Linked DNA regions of Ovis aries: all the other regions are linked to region 2. Evidence: chromatin contacts called from public Hi-C data. All regions are on one chromosome and are shown on one strand. Each heading gives the region's core, a stretch centred on a gene start, on an enhancer-like site or on the middle of the called end of the contact. The rest is flanking DNA. Distances are from core to core; before and after follow the strand shown. Region 1 has its middle 290 kb from the start of ALDH8A1. Region 2 overlaps SGK1 (serum/glucocorticoid regulated kinase 1). Region 3 overlaps LOC132660206 (a long non-coding RNA gene).

What was found. Hi-C and Micro-C count contacts between places; a contact is called where the count stands out from the background.
Region 1: a Hi-C map of liver shows a contact between it and region 2, with 3 times the contacts expected there. The contact joins two enhancer-like sites. A contact is called at or near these places in 12 of 16 Hi-C or Micro-C datasets (blood, hypothalamus, liver and 6 more).
Region 3: a Hi-C map of liver shows a contact between it and region 2, with 5 times the contacts expected there. The contact joins two enhancer-like sites. A contact is called at or near these places in 2 of 16 Hi-C or Micro-C datasets (liver and mixed tissues).

Annotation. Positions count from the first base shown.
Region 1 is chr8:59,982,161-59,985,703 of ARS-UI_Ramb_v3.0, forward strand. No RefSeq gene overlaps it. Among named protein-coding and RNA genes, the nearest start is that of ALDH8A1, 290 kb to the right of the region's middle. Within about 2 kb of position 1,846, at least 9 of the 54 cell types and tissues checked have an H3K27ac peak or open chromatin away from gene starts, as enhancers often do. A contact at or near this core is called in hypothalamus and liver, where this site is marked.
Region 2 is chr8:59,573,647-59,577,537 of ARS-UI_Ramb_v3.0, forward strand. It overlaps SGK1 (serum/glucocorticoid regulated kinase 1), which reads right to left. Exons shown (of 14, transcript XM_042253494.2): 14 at 2,372-3,565. The coding sequence ends at 3,398. Among named protein-coding and RNA genes, the nearest start is that of SLC2A12, 84 kb to the left of the region's middle. Within about 2 kb of position 1,690, at least 9 of the 54 cell types and tissues checked have an H3K27ac peak or open chromatin away from gene starts, as enhancers often do. A contact at or near this core is called in hypothalamus and liver, where this site is marked.
Region 3 is chr8:59,888,145-59,892,020 of ARS-UI_Ramb_v3.0, forward strand. The region is part of intron 2 of LOC132660206 (a long non-coding RNA gene); the gene reads left to right. LOC121820187 (a long non-coding RNA gene) reads right to left here. Exons shown (of 7, transcript XR_009601527.1): 2 at 1,316-1,503. Among named protein-coding and RNA genes, the nearest start is that of SGK1, 200 kb to the left of the region's middle. Within about 2 kb of position 2,342, at least 4 of the 54 cell types and tissues checked have an H3K27ac peak or open chromatin away from gene starts, as enhancers often do. A contact at or near this core is called in liver, where this site is marked.

The sequences.
Region 1 (3,543 bases), core at 596-3,095, 410 kb after region 2:
TAATTGTACCTGTGTTAGGCTTTTCTAGCTTAGTTGCATGTATAAACATATTTGTGGGATGTTTCTTAGATCCATGCATATTAGTATTCTTTATCAAAGTGTGGGTTTCTATAGAAGAGATCATGCCTCACTTTATTTATTTATTTGGGCCACAACTTGTAGCTAGTGAGATCTTAGTTCACAGGCCAGGGATTCAACCCAGGGCCACTGCACTGAAAGCACCAAGTCCTAATCACTGGACCACCAGGGAATTCCTCATGCTTCACTATAAACAATACAATTTGCCTTTGAATAACTGATGGTGATAATAATAACAGAAAGGCATTGCCCTAGTGATTAGTTTTAAGTGTTGTTTTTAGATTTTTTTTACTATCTACATAATATTTTATTTATAACACAGTCAGTGTTTAAAGTTATGCTTGATCAATAGGCTTCCATTTTCTTTTCCATGATCATGTTCAAAAGCCTTGATTATACAGACTACATTGTCCATACAAGGCTTTTGATAATGGAATGATTGGCACAGACTTCCCTTCCTAAATATTTCGCTGACTCACTTGTTCCATTTTTAAACACTAGCAGATTAGCATTGGTGACATCTGCTAATTATTTGGTTTGACTCGTGGCTGGCATAAGACTTCCATCTGCAGCAATCAGGAAGACGTGATCAGTGTGAGGCTAATGCTACCCAGTCCATGACCAATTTGTAGTAATGAATAGCCTTGTCTATTTCTCTGTTTTCCCCAGAGGTATCATTATTTATCATGTGTTGGAAACAGAGCTGCCAGAAGTTTAGCATAAACCTGGTAAGAGTGAATCTAACTCCCATCAAGTAGAAGGTGTATGGACTTCCTATTAACAGCAAATCAGCTCTAAAATTGCATTAACCTGATTACATACTTAAAACCTTCTACAGTCCTGGGTGTTCTTTGGAAGGAATGATGCTAAAGCTGAAACTCCAGTACTCTGGCCACCTCATGCGAAGAGTTGACTCATTGGAAACGACTCTGATGCTGGGAGGGATTGGGGGCAGGAGGAGAAGGGGACGACCGAGGATGAGATGCCTGGATGGCATCACGGACTCGATGGACGTTAAGTCTGAGTGAACTCCGGGAGTTGGTAATGGACAGGGAGGCCTGGCATGCTGCGATTCATGGGGTTGCAGAGTCGGACACGACTGAGCAACTGAACTGAACATCTCTCTTAGGGCTTGCCAGGTGGTACAGTGGTAAAGAATCCACCTGCCAATGCAGGAGACATAAGAGTTGTGGTTTGCTCTCTGGGTCGGGAAGATCCCCTGGAGGAGGAAATGGCAACCCACTCCAGTATTCTTGCTTGCAAAACCCATGGACAGAGGAACCTGGTGGGCTATAGTCCAAGGGGCTGCAAAAGAGTTGGACATGACTTAGCATCTAAGCAACAACATCTCTCTTAAACTCTCCTCCTAGCCCTCATTCTGATGTAGAAGCAGTCTTGGAAGAGAGCTGAAAACTGACTTTTGTGCTTCCTGGTACCAAGTTTTGAAAAGTCCCTTCCCTGAGCCTTTGCTGCTTTGTTTCTGTACCACCATCATGTGACTGCCTCAGCTTCATTATGGCATGCTAGTGAAGCCTCCTGGCTTAATTCTGAGCAAATTAAATCATACTCTATAAGCTTACTAATAATTTTGCCTACTTATTCTTGTGATGCTCAGCCAAGATTAGAGTGGCCATGAACTCAGATCCTGGCAGGTGCCACATTTGTTAATTCTAACTCTTCATTCAACACTTTGGGTCAAAATTGGTGTGCATTTTCACCATGATGTGGGCTACCGAAGCGAAAAAAGGATAATGCTTTCTGCCCCCTGGTGCTCCTTGCCTGCAACTGCAGCAGATGACTGAGCTCAGGGATCCTCCAGACAGGAGAGGGATTTGTTCATCTGTTCATGGTGTTTGGAAAAGCTACATTTGAGGGCTTAACATAAGCGATGGGTGCTAGAAACCTAAGTATCAAGTAAATGAATGGAGAGGAACACTCAATTATTTACAGCAAGCCCTCCTGGAGAGAACAGAAGGCACTCTGGATTCTGGCCTTTGTTGCTCTCTTAGCCTCTCATTGGGGAAACTGCTGGGGTGGCAGCCCTGACCTTTGCTTCTTCTATTGACTCTGCCAGGTTCCTCCTACCTTAACGCATCAACATCCGCTGCTTCCTATGCCTAAAAATCTCCCTAACGCCCTTCACCCACTGAACCCTCCCCTCCTTTCAGGTTTCATCTGACAGGACTCTTTGGGCGGATGACTAAATCAAGACTCCATTAAATCTTCTCACACCACTTGGGGCTTCTCCTTCAAGGCATTCATTGTGATTGTAATCAAATAATTAATCCCAGAAACTGTTGTTTAATGAATGTGTCATCTGCTAAAATGGAAGCCTCCTGAGGTCTTCTGTCTGCATTTCAATTTTCATATGCAAAGTAGGTGCACAAAATATTATTTTTATATGAATAAGTGAAATTTGGAATTGAAAACTCAACATTCTGAAACTCAACAACTCTTCTTTAGGTTTTCTAAATAAGCCATAGCCAGGTTTATTCTGGAGCACAGTTTCAATTACCCAGAGGAGGGAGAGAGAAAAAGATATGGAGAGGATGGGCTGAATTGGGTCAAATTTCTCTTCTGTCTGTTTCACCCAGGAGTAGTTGTATGCTCGTGTGATTAAATGCCAAAACAAGCTTGCAGGAACTTTTCTCTTTCCACAAACTCCTCTAATTGTAGAAAGGGTAAGCATTATTTTCAAATCTCCCATTTTACCATTTGCCTCACATACTGACTCACCCTCCAAGACTCTAACCATTTTTTAAAAAATTAAAATATAATTGATTTACAATGCCATGCCAATCTCTGCTGTACAGCAAAACTGCTCAGTTATACACATTTATATGTCCTTTTTTCATATTTTTTTCATTATGGCTTATCCCAGGAGATGGGATATAGTTCCCTATGCTGTACAGTAAAACCTTGTTGTTTATCTGTTCTACATGTAATAGTTGGCATCTGCTGCTGCTGCTGCTAAGTCGCTTCAGTCAACCCCAAATTCCCAGTCCACTCCTTTCCCTCCCTCTCTGCCTGGGCAACCGCAAGTCTGAGCTCTATGTCTGCGACTGTTTCTGTTTTGTAAACAGTTCCACTTCTGCCATATTTTAGATTCTACTTATATGACCCTAACCATTTTTATTTTGATACCTCATTTAGAAGAGAATCCTAGGCACCAAGTCAGGGCTCATTGCTTAGTATGACTAGCAATGATGCTTTTCATTGCTGAGCTTATGATACTTTCTGGTTATTTTCTCTATAGCCTTTTTACTTTTTTTTTTAACTTATTGATTTTTCTCTATAGTCTTATACTGGAAATAAGCAATAAGTGTGACTTTCCTTTGACAGATGGAGGAAATGAGCAAGGGCAAATTTGGAGCCCTGGAACCACTGTCATGCTGGCAAGACTGGGTCACTTCCAGAGCAACAGTGGAAGAAAACCTCCAGAACTCTGGGCCTCAGGGCAGTTTC
Region 2 (3,891 bases), core at 440-2,939:
TACTTGAGTTATCTTCACGGTAGCAGTGGTTTCAAAATCCCACTTCAATTTGCAGGAATCTTAGCTGAATACATTCCCCCTAAATCCATATTTGAGCGGCTACACAGCTGAAAACCTATGGAGAAGTGAATTGTTCCTTTTATCCACCATCGTGCTCAAATGTAGTTTCAAATGCTGACAAAGGTGTATCCCACACCCCTAGATAAAAGATACTTCTGCACATGTACTGCTTGACATCATAGTGTTTAGTAAATATTTGCCTTTTTTTTTTTTAATATATTGATCCTTTGTTCTTTCTGGACTTCCCTGTTCTGGCCCTGTTCCCTTCCCACCCAGTTGTGTTTGATCTAATCTCCTCCTGTTTGTGTGACAACACTCGGGTCTCATCTGGCTTTATCTGCTCTCCAGCCATGTATATCAGATCTTACATAGCAACTGACTGAAGCCAGAAGCCACATTTCTACCCTCAAAAGATTAAAAAGCTTTGTAATCCATGATGAGCTCCTCTGAGTTATGTCTAATTAGATGGGAGAATGCCAGCTGAAAGACTCATGTTAAGATAAAAATGTTTTAAGTACTTATTTTTCATCGAGGCGCTCTTAACTGTTATTCATCAAGAGAATGAGGGGAAGATACACAGAAAGCCTTTCTGTCAGGCCTAGGATCAATCTTTACTAGGACTTTTTAGATTTTCTTTATCATTATAGTTGACTTTTGAGCTTCCCAGGTGGCGCTAGTAATAAAGAATCCACCTGTCAATGCAGGAGACAGGAGTCACAAGTTTGATTCCTGGATGAGGAAGATCTCCTGGAGGAGGGCAATCCACTCCAGTGTTCTTGCCTGGAGCATCCCCATGGACAGAGGAGCCTGATGGGCTACAGTCCATGGGGTCACAGAGTTGGACATAACTGAAGTGACTTAGCAAGCATGTGGTTGACTTTGGCATTTGCGGTAGGTAAGGGGTTTAAAATGCAGCTAGTGTCTGGACGGAAGAGCCGTAACTCAGATGCAGAGCTTGATCAGGGGCTACCCTTTAGCAAGATAGAAGAGCCATGATAAAAGGGAAAACAACTGTCCCCAGAGAAATCCCTGTGCAAACTGAGAGGTCAAGATAAAGCGTGTGCAGTAGGCCTACAGCCGCAAGACCAACTATTGGAGGATCCCGTGTATGCGAGGAATTTCTGGAAGGCCTAGAAAAGAGAAAAAGTCCAAACAGCTTGTGTACAAGATGATGCTCTCCTGCAGTGCTCTTCTCCCTTCTCCCACAGGAACTGTTCCAGTGGGCTGAATACAGGTGGGCCCAGGCAGTGCCGGGTGCATACCAGCTCCAGAGGCTTCTGATCCAAGTCAGGGATGTGTCCCTTCAGGCTCCTTCTCGGAGCTGACACTGGACTCAGTTCGGCTCTGGTTACTCTCAGGAACCAGGAGTCCTGCCGGCTCAGCATTTTGGGAACAGAACCACTTATCCTCATCCTCTTTAGTGGCATTCTCCTAGACTTGCAGACTATTATCTTGATTTCCATTTCAACAAACTGCTTTATTGACCAAGTCTGCCCTTCCCAGCAAGCTCTGTAAGGGCAGAGATGCGTCAGCTTTGCTCTTGCTTTATCTTCAGTACTTGGAATAGTTGGCCCAGTGAAGGCACTCAAGTATTTGTTAAAGAATTACCTGTTACTTCAGACAAGACAAAGGTCGAGACAAACAGCCAACTTCACAGGGCAGGCAATAAACATAGGGAACATTACTTCATGACTGTCCTTGAGGCAGTTAAATGGACAAGGATTTGTTCGGATGGATTTGTGGATAATGACTGACATCACAGAATGCTGGTAAAGCCCTCAGATAGAAATTGGCTTTAGGGAATTCTCTGGTGGTCCGGTGGTTAGGACTCAAGAGCTTCTACTGCCAGGGGCACAGGTTTAATCCCTAGTTAGGGAACTAAGATTCTGCAAACCGCACAGTGTGGCCTGAAAAAAAAAAAAAAAGACTTTAAGACTGCCCTATTGAAAATCCCATGGACGGAGGAGCCTGGTAGGCTGCAGTCCGTGGGGTCGCTAAGAGTCGGACAAGACTGAGCGACTTCACTTTCACTTTTCACTTTCATGCATTGGAGAAGGAAATGGCAACCCACTCGTGTTCTTGCCTGGAGAATCCCAGGGACAGGGGAGCCTGGTGGGCTGCCATCTATGGGGTCGCACAGAGTTGAACACGACTGAAGTGACTTGACTGATTCTCTTCTGGAGTCAGAGATTGATGCTTCTGGAGGAGCAAGCCACTGTCAATCACAGCAGCATTACCATGGTTTTTGATTTTAAGTGGATCTACTATTGTTCCCTTAACTGAAGTATATAAAATAACGCACATGACACAATTTCTGTAAATATTTTTCAAGGTTTTATTGCAAACCAAAGTTGGTTTATCACACACACAAAAAGGTGTGTGGTAGGGAGGGGAGAAAGAATTGTACATATTATAACCATGTTAATTACAGTACATTAAAATGGTGGTTTACATTACAAATAAGCCTGTAAGTTTAAATATACTAGTGTTATAACCCAATGTACAGACTTTCTTTATACAATACATACAATTATCAGGAATGCAAAAAAAAAAAAAAAACCACAACATAAATAATGCCCATTTTATAGGTGACATTTTAAACAATGAAAACACCAGGCTCTGACTGACAACTGGGGCATTGGTCCATAAAAACCCTTTCTAAAAATAGAAATATTTGTAGCAGCAATGCTTTCTTTAAGCATCTGGATACAAGTCATTGCAAGACCATTTTCAATAAATTTTAGTTATTAACTATATCTTACAAAAAAACAGTCTACACATAAATTTATCTTCCAAATATGGAAGAAACAAACAATGTCCCACATTGTAGTGTCCTGCAAGCGTCACATTGATGCATATAACTGAGTCCTTCTGTGAGCAAGCATACCACACTCACACGGCGGATCACACAGGGAGTCCACAGGGAGAAACAGAGAACGAGAACACTCAGCAACAGGAAAAGCTTTGGAGCTAACACGATCTCATCAGAAAAGGCACATTTCATAAGATTCGTTATCGTGGCCCGGACAGACCTCCAGAAGCTCCTTCTCAGACCAGCGGCCGCCTGCCAATGAGACCACTGCATCTGTCTCGGGCGGCCCTCTGCTGCTCATTTCAGAGATAGCACCACATTGGAAGGAAGAATAAAGAGGAAAATCTCACAAGCTCACTGAGGAGGATGTGCTCTTCGAAAAGCTTCCAGCAAACTGTGCAATAAGACTGCCAAGATGTGCAAGCTTCCAGGGATGTGCAAATTCTCTTTTACGATGTCCTGTCAGCTGGCAGCTCTGCCAAAAGGTTAACTAAAAAAATCCTTTGCAACCAACCCTAAGACCGTTCAGAGGAAAGAGTCCATGGGAGGTGCATAGGAAAAGCCCAGGAAGGCCTCAGCCGCTTCCTTGACGCTGGCTGTGAGGAGGAGGCTGTCCGGGGACCGGCCGATGGAGTTTGGGACCGGCTCTTCGGTGAATTCAGGATCAAAGTGCCGCAGGTCGCTGGGTCCGCTCTGTTGCAGGAAGAGGAAAACAAAACAAAACATGCTCCATGTCAAGAATTCACAGGGAAGACAAGGCAGGGAAATTCTTGTGCAAGCTTTAGGTGCTATATAGGGACCATCACAAACCATTTCAAGCACAAAACCCACAGGGCACGTAAAGTTTAAACTATGAAGGTCATGTTTTCTGTCTTTCGCTACTTTAATTTATAAATGTGTTGAAAAATTATGTGAGCTTCATTGAGATAGGAGTTCTACTTTTTCTGTGGGTAAAATAATGGTTTATGAATAAAATATATGCCAATTTATTCCTTGGGGGGGGGGGCCCCCCACCCTCA
Region 3 (3,876 bases), core at 1,092-3,591, 320 kb after region 2:
CCTTCTCCAATGCATGAAAGTGAAAAGTGAAAGTGAAGTCACTCAGTCGTGTCTGACTCTGCACGACCCCATGGACTGCAGCCTACCAGGCTCCTCCATCCATGGGATTTTCCAGGCAAGAGTACTGGAGTGGGGTGCCATCACCTTTTCTGTGGGTTCTTCTAGACTAGTCTAAACAAAGGAGCCCAGCATTCACCTTTGATGGGATGCAAAAGTCAGTCGACTCTCCCCTCATCCCATACCACCTCCACCTACGATTCCTGGATGCATTAGACTGAGGCATGCAGTATCTGGCGTCCAAGCCCAGGGGACAGGCACCATGAGTACTGCAGCTACTAAACCTGATCTACTGGGACAGCCAGAAAGGAAGCCAGTTCTTATTCAGCTGGGTTTTCTGTTGCTTCTTAAAGCCCACAGTGATGATTTTGAGAGGTCTGAGTGAAATGCTGGAACCCTGGAAGAATCAACAAATGAGCTATGAATATTTTATTAGTACTATTAATAGCTCATCAAATAATGAACGGAGGCTGGTTGATTCAAAATTCGTATATAAATAACTGCTCAGAGTCCATTGTTAGTAGCTGCTGAGAATTAAGTTCTACTCTGTAGCCTGCTCTAGTGAAAATACGTACGTATAAATCTAATTTGAGAGATAGGAAGGTGGGAATCCAGAATATAGAGAAGGCTTTGAACTTCCTTTGACTGAGACAAACATAGGAAGTTATCACTTTCTACTTTTCACATCACAATCAAAAAGACTCCTCCTTCCTTTGGTTCTGGAAGTGAAATGCAAGAACAGGTATGAGTCTCTTGGCTTTTTGCTTGTGTTCATGTTCCTTTTGTGCCTCTCAAGTCTTGCACATCAGTAAGTAAGTGAAGACAGCATGTGCAGAAAGAAAAACATGCCCTTGAAGTGGTTTGCAGCTTCAAGGAACAGAACAAATGTCAGCCTAGGGAAACAGCAACTTACTCAAGGTCAAAACAAATGCAATTTGCTGTCTTAGGGAGAACAACTTGCTGATACAGGTGAAGGAGCACTTTCTTCACATGAGAACCACACCATCTTGGCAGGCTGTTTGAGCAAACCAGGCTGCAGTGGGGAGTTTTTGTTCCAAATCTTTCACTACCTCACTCTGACTTACTACCAAAGACTGCCCAGGCATGTAGATACTAGTGAATTCTGTGTATCAGCAGGGACTGAGAAAATGAAAACTGAAGAAGCTTCACAGATGTGGGTTATTTCAGAAAAGTGGAGAAGAGAGGGAGGAAGATTGTAGATCTTAGGGAAAACATTAATATTGTGAGTCAGATGCACCTGAGGTTTCCATATGCTTTGCAGATTTAATTTCTGTGGTGAAGCGCACATCTTCTTCCTTTGTTTACTCTTCCACATTGTCTTCTTGATTTTCCTCCAACTTGAGATTTCTTCTGCTGGATTTTAAAGCAATGATTTTAAATCAGGCTGCTCTGGCCTAGGCAGATTTGTTTGATAACAATGGTTTCCTAGACAATAACCAGAGAAAAGCAAGTAACAAACTAAATATTTCTAGAATCAACATTTTAGCAAAGAAGACTAATTGGGGTGAACAGACCCCAGTTTCTTGAAACTGGAACTCTACTTCGTCCAAATTCCCCAAATAGTTATCTCTTTGTTGTATCTGACCATGGAAAATCTCATTGCTGTAGTTCAGAGAAAACGAAACACAGTAAAAAGTATTGCTCCCTTCATAGTCCAAGTAGGTCAGTTGCAGACATGAGAGAGGTGGGAGCAGGGAGGAAGAGGGCTGTGCTTTACATAGACATTCTGAAATCCAAGATCTTTTCATCTGTGATGGGGTCGACAAACTACAGCCCCCAACTCAAATCCAGCCTAATTCTAGAAGCTAAGAAAGGTTTTTACATTATGTATCCTCAAAACCCTAATATACTTATTATCTGACCTTCAGAGAAAAAGTTGGCTGACTCCTGATAGTGTCTGCAGATCCCTAGAGCTTTAAAGTGCTTTGCTGGGTTCCTGGAACAACCACAGATGAGGAGAAAGAGGGCATGGAGGATTTTGTGGGAGGTGCTAGAACAGGGCTGGAGAAGAATGATGCACCGGTATCTGCACTGCTTTGGGCAGAACTCAGTCACACGGCTGCAGCTAGCTGCAAGGGAGGACAGGAAATACAGACCAGCTCTGTGCCAAAGAGGAAGATAAATCTGGTTGATGAAAATTCTGGTGTTACAAAGCCCACAAGATTAACTACTCACAGAATTAAATAGGCAGCTGTTCAAGAGTTCAGGAAAAGGCCAGAGTGCTGCAGACTGAGGTTATGAGGTTATCACAGTGGTTTCCCAGAAGAGGTCAAACTATGATGGTCAGTCATCAAGAGGATGGGAAATACAGGTAACTGGCATGAGATAGTCAAAGCACAAGGGTGGAAAAGGGCTTTATGCTTTGCCAGGGAATGGTGAAGTCTTGCCCAGGGAATCATACTTAACAAGGAAAGAGGCTTCCCAGGGAGGGAATTTCTAGGAAATACTCTTGGAAGATTGGGTTCCACTGGTAAAGGTCTTAAGTGTCAAACCAAGGCAGAAAGTATAAAGGGAGGCCAACTTCTAAAATTCATCCAACCAGGGATTTTTTCTTCTGATTTTTAATTTGTTTATTTTTGCTCTATGACTACATTGTCTATGAGTCTGTAAACACTGTGTCCTGAGTTTCTTCACAGATTTCTCTGGGTGAAGGTTACCTTCAGAAGATAGGAGCGTTAGGATTTCAAGAAAAGAAATGAAATTGTAAAAAACTGACCCATCTATTTTGAAAAACACAAAATTGTCAATTATGCATTTATAGGAGTATATGATAATATTTATGCTGTTTAAAGAATAATAATAAAATGAATACTCATGCATACATCACCAACATAAATAGTAATAAAATACTATCTATATTTGTGATCCCTCTACCTATATAGGGTCTCTTGATCACATCTCCCTCTCTCTATTGCCCCTTCCATGAAACAATAATTCTGCATTTTATGTTAGCAATTATGTTACTATTCTTTATAATTTTACCACTTATATATGTATCTCTATAAATATATGATTTAACTTTACCTATTTTCTGACTTTCTGTGACTTTTTTTCTCAATTTTCATTTTTAAAATTCATGAAAATTGCAGCAGCTTGTAGCTAGTAGATAATTTGTTTACATAAGATTCTACTGTATATTATCCATTATACTCTAAATGGCCATTCCTTTTTCCTTTTAAATTAGGGGAAACTTATCTCTTCCAAAGAAGGCATTAAAATGAATAGTAACAAAACAGAACAAAATAAAACCAAAACCAGGAAATAAGATGCTAGTGATGTTTAATTTGATTTGCTATGACATTTACCTGTATTCTTTTTGGTGGTTTGCTTTTTCAAAGCACCAGTTCCTGCATGTGTTTGAAGAGCTCTGTCTACTTTAGAGACTGCCCCTGTCCCCTAGTGCTCCCCATGCCAGTTAGGGATCTTTAAGGCACTTTTGTGCTACCAGGTCTCAGATTCCACTTCAAAACATTTATTGTATGGGCCTTTGTGGGAGAATTTTTTTTTTTTTTTTTGCAGATCTCAGGCCATTGACAACATATGACTTGGCTTTTAAAATCCAGTGCTTCTAGTTATAATGTAACTCTAACAGTGATAATTTTACGTTAGTCATCTACATTGTTGGACTTTTGTCCTTGAGTCTTTGATTCAATTTTGTAAATGAAATAGGCCCTTGTCTGCTTTACATCTTGAGTCTGGCTAAAAGAACATTCCTTAGCTCCAGTTGATACATCCATTAATCCATCCAGCCAGAAAGCTTGGAAATCCTGAATCAGTACCTGGGGAATATCCATGTAC